2 separate regions of the Mus musculus genome follow, and region 2 is linked to region 1. The links are chromatin contacts, called in public promoter capture Hi-C maps. All regions are on one chromosome and are shown on one strand. Each heading gives the region's core, a stretch centred on a gene start, on an enhancer-like site or on the middle of the called end of the contact. The rest is flanking DNA. Distances are from core to core; before and after follow the strand shown.

Region 1 (3,564 bases), core at 753-3,252:
TGAATTAGATTAATTAATGTGCTTCCATGGAGGCCAGAGTGGTTGTCAGACTTGAGTAGGTAATGAAGGAGATGTTCAGAGCTATATGAATATCAGTATGTTAAGACAAAAACATACTGAAAGCTTTTGTTCACAGGACCTTGGGTTCTTCACAACAGACATGACCTGAGGTTTATGTTAGAATAAGCAAAGTAAAAAAAAAAAAATTAAAATAAAATCACAATCCAGGCTTTACGTGGGCTGGAAGAGGAGATTGTAGCACTTAAACACAGGAACAAAGACTGATTTCCTGACAAGGACAGAAATATACCAGGGATAATTCAGTAAGAAATATAGATTCATTGCCGTGGGGATGTGTTTTAACTTTCCACTGTCTTTATGTGACTGCCCAACTTGAAAATTAATTCTAATTTTAGTGTAATCTATATTGTAAACAATGATTACACAGTCATTTTTAAGTGTGCATTTATGTGTGCACACGAATGTAGGTGTCTTCAGAGATATTAGGACACTCTGGATCTAAAGCTGTAGGGACTGTCATGTGACAGACACAGGGGTGCTAGAAACTGAATTTGGGTCATCTGCAAGAGCAGGAATTTTCTAAACTGCATAGATTTCCCCCGCCAATGTATATTTACTTTTCAAGGGCTGGCATCATGACATACCCCCTCTAGTAAGTTTATATGCATGTAATTCATGGTCAGACTGAAGTGGAAATTTCTGGTTGTGTCATGTGATGCTTTCCTAAAGCAGATTCATGGCATATTTTGCTGAAGCAGAACCATGAGAGGACATGTAATGTTTGGAGAAAGTACAAGTAGGACCCAACAAACAGGGTTGTAGCACTTGCATTGCTGGGCTGTGCAATGCTTCTTTGGTCTCTGCACCTTAGCTGATGTTTGCTTTGTTGAGAGAGGCATAGCCGAGAACTTCTCCTGATATTCTGGCTGGTTCTGGATGCTCCCAATGACTGGTGCCAACTCCATGAAGGCCTGGCTGTAGATGCTGGATCATGCGACCACTGCTGATTTGTGTTTGGTAATACAACTGAACTGAACTGTTTGCTTCCTGACACTGCTGAACTGGACTGCTGATATCCTGACAACAAAGACTGAAAACACCCCAAAGAACTGTTCCTAAAAGGGTCCATCTCCCCATTGTTCTATTACCCATTTTTTTAATCACATACCTTTGGACAGTGGGCAAAAGGGGGGACATCAAAGCATTTGAGAACCCTTATTAAATTAGGTTTTGAAAAAATCTAAGCTTACAACTCAGCTCACTGGTAGAGCAGTGGTGGCCAAGCATATTGAGATACAAAAATGGACACCCATCTCAATTATGCTTACACAGTTTCATGCCTGGTTCACAACAGACTTTAAGAAGTTTTTAATCAATGTCAGTAGGGGCTCCAATATGAAAAATTCAAGTCACTACAAAATCTCAGGATCTCCCATGGATTTATGTCACTGATCATTTTAAATAAGTCAGTGGTTACAGAAAAACCCATGACATCTATCCTCTTTCACAAATTCTTTCTTTCATGACACAGGAGGCTGTTAGCCTCAACCTAGACACCTACAGAACTTGGATGGGGATGCTTGGGAAGCCCATGCAATCTGTGTTAAGAAAAGATGACAAGGCATTCGTACTTCACAGAGGGCAGTGGTGGACAGGGTGGAACAAACTCTTTCTGGCAACGATGTCATTGGTTTCTTTGGATGAGAAAGGAGGTCAGAAGGAAACGGGACATATACAATGGGAGCTTTGACAACAGAAAGCTCAATCCAATCTCTAAGGCCAACCTACCTTTCTCCATCCCTTGCTCAGGCTCCCAGTTACCCCTCCCCTCAAGCCTCCAGCTTGTTGCTCAGCACAGTCTCAGTTGCTTAAACATAGGATGTTAAAAATTCTACTTTCCCACTTCTAGACTCTCAAGGGTGAGGTTGCTAATTGTACTGCCCCATGTTTGGTCTCAATTACGAGCACATTTTCTAAGATTCAATGGGAAGCTCGAATGGCGAGACTTCTAGTCTGAGAGAATCTACTCTGTGCTTTTAGGGTTTATTTCAAGCTGATGGATCTCAAAATTGTCATAATTATCCTATTTTTTCTGAAAATTAGGTATTCAGCTTCAGAATCCATATTCTAAAGCAACCTAAAAGGTAAATTTTGGAAAAGAAATATGAGTGAATGCAGACATCTTATTTCCAATACATTGTTGCCTAGGTAACAAGCCCTATCTAAGCATTCTGAATTGGAAGGCTTTGCTCATCTATATTTGGGCATCAAATCTGCAATGAAGGCAAGTTTCCATGGTGCTTGTAATTACATAACAGTTTCTCAGTATTTTGGGGGAGGAAGTAGTATGTCATGTGGGTATATTTCAGGCTCAAATATATTAACCAATCAATCACATCACTAGGTTGCGAGTTTCCCACATTAAATTCTGAGATGCACATTTGCTGCTATTGTTACAAACAATTTAATTTAAGGCCTTGAACTCAGAGTGGAGGTGGAGAGACTGAATACAAGGATGGATACTAAAGTTATGGAGTTACACTGTCAGCTGCCAAGGGCTCATAGCCAAGACTGATGCTCATATCCATGATGCAACTATTCCCTAGAGAAACACAGGATATGTGTCCACAGTGTTTGGGGGCAAATGATGTGTTTTTGACAGCCGTGTCTACTTAGAAAGACTTGAACATAGAGAAAAAAATATGTGAAGACCTATTGCATCTTCTAGTGGTCAATTTAGAAGCAACAATGTGTTGTCTGGACATTTAAAAACATTGGCAGGTCTATCAGTATGATGCCTACCAAATTCTTCCTAGGCAGTACAAGTAGATTAATGATAAACAGGAATATTCTACAGAACATCTAGATCTGCTTAACTGATTTAAAGAATACAGCTATGATTTAACAAAAGAATGCCTTACACGTGCAGGATCTAGGCCCCCTGCACATATGTAGCAGATGTGCAGTTTGGTTTTTATTCGGGTTCTCCAACAACTGGAGGAGGAATTGTCCCTGACTCTGTTACCTGTCTGTGGATCCTGTTCCCCAAAGCGGGCTGCCTTGTCCAGCATGAATGGGAGAGAATGTGCCCAGTGCTGAAGTGACTTGATGTGGCAGGGTGGGTTGGTACCCAGTGGGGGCCTTCCCCTTCTCAGAGGAGAAGGGGAGTGATAGGTGGGGGGAAGGGCTTTCTGAGGAGGGGATTGGGATGAGAGGAAGAAGGGGGGCTGCAATCAGGATATAAAGGGAATAAATACAAAACAAAATGGATGAATATTGGATGAATACTTGAAAAAACTCAAAAGATGCTTATTCAGAAGCCTTGGTGCATATTTGCCTTATGACTTTCTAGTGTCCCTCTCATAACCTATTCATTATCTTCACATGCATTCCAGGCTTTATCTGATACATTGTGTGACCTACAAGAAAAAATTCCATAGCACATGTGTATGCACTATACATACACATCCAAAGTCCTATGTTTATTTGTAGTCATCGCAAATGTAGGCATTATAAAAAGAATAGTCCATTTCTAAAATGTTC
Region 2 (3,564 bases), core at 452-2,951, 570 kb after region 1:
TCTTCTGAGGAAAAGAGGGGACAAATGATTCAAAAGGGGGGAAAAAGTCGTAAGACTTGGTTCCATCCTTTAAAAAGAAAAGCAGTCTGTCTATAAAGATACAGATACAGATTTGCCCAGTAGTGTGAGGAAGGAAACTGGGAACCTGACACCCAGTAGCACCAGGAGCATATGAGAGAGTGAAGAAATGGGAGCAGGTACTTGCCAATGTGAAATCAATCCTCTCTCTCTCTCTCTCTCTCTCTCTCTCTCTCTCTCTCTCTCTCTCTCTCTCTCTCTCTCCCTCTCTCTCTCTCTCCTTCTCCCCCCTTCCTCCTCTCTTTCCTCCTCCTTCCCATAGACTAAACCTAGCGCACAGGAGCTGTTACCAGCCCGAAGGTTGCAGCTTGTAGAGACTTAGGAGAAAACATCCCCTAACTCCTTTCAAGGAGAAAGCCAAATTCTCTGAGACAAAAAAGCCCCAGGAACCATACAGAAATAGCCCTTTCCTTTGGTTGATCAGACTTTGACAGGGGTTGCCTCTGCACCCACAGAGAATTGATCTGCTAGGGAAACCTGACCAGAACTCCCCACTGGCTTCACCCACCTTGCCAGATATCACAACTTGCAAAAAAGCAAAGTCCAGGGAAGGAAAGAGGAGGCGACATCCCAGAGACAGCTAGTTTGAGTACCTTGGAGGGGAAGCATAGGAATGGGGTGAGAGGAGGTGTAAGGCTATGGGAACACCACTCAGCTAGGAGCTCTCTCTGATGGCACAGGAGCCCGGCGAGCTTGAACTTGCCAGGCTGACGGTGCCCAGTATGTTTCCCAGGTGCGCTGGGTCCGGGGAGAAGTCGTGGGAACTACCCCAGCCTGCGACCCGCCAAGCCCACCAAGCGCCAGGAGCCAAGGCGCAGTTCTCTGCCCAACTCGTGTCGGGCTCTCTTCTCCTTGACAACCCACAGTACACAGCACAGAGAGAAATGTCGTTTAAGCCCAAGTGAGGGGGAAGGAAGGGCGGGGGTGGGGCGGGGGCAGATGAGGGGTGGGAAGAACGCGATGGAAGCTCGGTATCGGGCGCTGCGTTCCCTAGCGTCGCTGGTGGACAGCCACCCGGTCGGTGCCTGCCGCTTGGTCCCTTACAATCCTCAGATCAGACACTCGCGTTCGCAAACCGGGCCTCCGAGGGTTCGGCCGTCTCCCCGGTACCGAGCTAGCCTGTCTTACCCTTAGCTGCAGTGAGGAGCCCCGCGCACAGAACCGCCAGCACCAGAGGCAGGAGCAGCGACTTGAATTTCCTCCACGCAGTCATGTCTGCAGATATTCCACACGCACACGACACGGATGGCTCCTCTCGGATGCGCCGGTCTCCTCCGAGGAACAACCGGGCTCTAAACAGAGTCCGGTAATCACCAAAGGGCAAGGCGAGCTGGCAAGAGCTCCGGGTCCCCAGCCCGGCCGCGCATCTGACGCCTCCCGCAGCTCTGCGCGCCCGGCTCGCTCCGCTCCCGTAGCATCGGGTCCGAGCCACTGCGGGGCTGAAGATGCTCTGAGCGAGCGCAGCCCCGGGGCTGCCGGGGCCGGGGACGAGCGCCGGCCGAGCCGGGCAGGAAGGCACCAAGGCGGCGAGGCTGCGGGAGGGGGCGAGGCGGGAGAGGAGCGCGCGCAACCGGGAGCAACCTGGAGCGGAGGCAGCTGGAGAGAGAGCCAGCGAGTGGGAGGTGCGGGAGGGGCGCGGGGGGAGGGGGGAGCAGGGCTGGAGCGGGAGGAAGGCGGGGAGCGAGCGCCGAAGACAGGCTGCTAGAGGCGCAAGGAGCCGCTGCCGTGGTGGCTGGACTCAACCATCCTACCCACCGAGAGGGGAAGGAGGCTGGCACCGCGCAGTCCGGGACTCAGCCTGGCCTCGGGCTTTCAGGCCCCTGCTAGTGCTCCCGCAGGCAGCGCAGCGTTCAGTCTCTGGCGCGGCTGCGCGCAGGCTGGAGCACGGAGACTTGTTGGGCGCTCAAGTGGGAGAAGCCCACGCTGCGCACCGGGGAAAAACCATACAATTGGCCACGCGAGCGAGCCCGAGGGCTCTGTGGGGGCAGGCAGAGGCCAGCCTCCATCCTTCTCTTTCTCTACTGACCAGAAGAAGACCTCTGCCTAAGTTAGGAAAGAAATGCAGGTGGGGGAAGAGAATGGGCCCAGCTGTGACTGAAACTGGGAGCAAAATGGTGCTTTTAAAAGAAATTATAAATTACCTTTGAAAAGGTGACTGTCTGCAACTATGATGAGCCTCTGACAGGTTCCTGTTCTGCTCCTGTTTAGTCCTGTTAGTGTTACCCTCATTGCAAGCCCAGCTCTATGTGGGAAACAAAATGAATCTAAACAACCCAACTGGGCTGCCACCCTGTTCTGGTTGTGAGAGCAGGAGAATTGACAAAAGTGTAGTGAACCCCAGCATCACATCCAGCATTCCTGCAAGAGGGATCAGAAGGAAGTTCCTAAAAGCAGGTCTACTGCAGCCAGTGAGTGCACACAGAGTAAACTACTAGAAAAAGGCTGTAGGTTAATTGAAAAAATCCAAACCAGGTGAAGGCTAGAGTTCACAGATGCTCCATTCTTAGAAAGGATTCGGGAGTTCTAGAGGATAGGATGGAAGGGGCCAGGGATGGACATCTCAGGCCCCCAGCATGGGAACATTCATCCCATGCTGACTGTGAGTTGTTCACACCAAGGAATGAGGATGGTGTGTGGAGGCAGGCTGATGGCCACATCATCGCACCAGCATTGTGCCCACTGTTAGGGGCAGAGTCACGGTGTGCCACTCAAGTTTAGTGTTCTAGAGCTTTCTTGCTCCCTGAAGCCCACGGATGACGTGAGGGCATGAGAGTGACTCCAAAAATGTAGAGTCACCGGCTGTACCTTACCTTCCAAGAGTAACCAGAGACTTTATCCAGCCTAGAATCCTTCTCCTGGAGATTGGAGCTCCCCAGAAAAAAAAAAAAAAAAAAAAAACCCTGGGCTCTGTTCTCCTGCAGGTTTCCCCCAGGCTCTCTTGGAACTGATCTGAAGTTTTTTTGTTTTGTTTGTTTGAAAGTATCCTCCCATTGCTCTTCCCTTATCCCTAGGGGAGAAAATTCCAGGCTATCTCTCTAAAGCAATGGATTGAGAATGATGCCCTGTGTGCTTCAGTGTGACAGGGAGTGGAAGGGGTCACCTACAGTGTGATTTTAAGTCATTCCCCCAGGTGTTATTTACACTCCAGCAAGTGAACAACAACAACAAGACCTATTAGGAGATCCGATAGCTCATCCGCTGCTCCTCCTTAGGACCCATTGATCTACAGAAGCAGCATAGCTGAAGACCTCCATGAGAAACGGTGTCCTGTCTTCTGAATGCCACTCCTAATGACTCATGTCACCAAGAAGGATTTCTGCCATTAAAAACCATTTCCAAATCTCACTTCTTTGTCGGGGGGAGGGGGGGTGTGGGGGGGGGCTCCCAGATGGAGCCATGTTATTAGGGTCCGAATCAAGAATGTTCAGTGTCACCTGAGATGTCAAACACCTTTGCTTTGCACAGAATGGTGGCACTTTGACAACT

What was found. Promoter capture Hi-C pulls out the DNA fragments that hold promoters and counts their contacts.
Region 2: a contact with region 1 is called in a promoter capture Hi-C map of hippocampal neurons, with 4 times the contacts expected there. The contact joins the promoter of Csmd1 here to the enhancer-like site in region 1. A contact is called at or near these places in 2 of 39 promoter capture datasets (the HPC-7 cell line and hippocampal neurons), 3 of 484 Hi-C or Micro-C datasets (cortical neurons and forebrain) and 4 of 115 datasets of contacts at active chromatin or transcription factors (VIP interneurons, embryonic midbrain, forebrain and 1 more).

What each region holds. Positions count from the first base shown.
Region 1 is chr8:16,963,594-16,967,157 of GRCm38.p6, forward strand. The region is part of intron 3 of Csmd1 (CUB and Sushi multiple domains 1); the gene reads right to left. Among named protein-coding and RNA genes, the nearest start is that of Gm39136, 320 kb to the right of the region's middle. Within about 2 kb of position 2,003, at least 18 of the 459 cell types and tissues checked have an H3K27ac peak or open chromatin away from gene starts, as enhancers often do. A contact at or near this core is called in VIP interneurons, cortical neurons, forebrain and 1 more, where this site is marked.
Region 2 is chr8:17,533,684-17,537,247 of GRCm38.p6, forward strand. It overlaps Csmd1 (CUB and Sushi multiple domains 1), which reads right to left and starts at 1,702. Exons shown (of 70, transcript NM_053171.2): 1 at 1,207-1,702. The coding sequence starts at 1,291.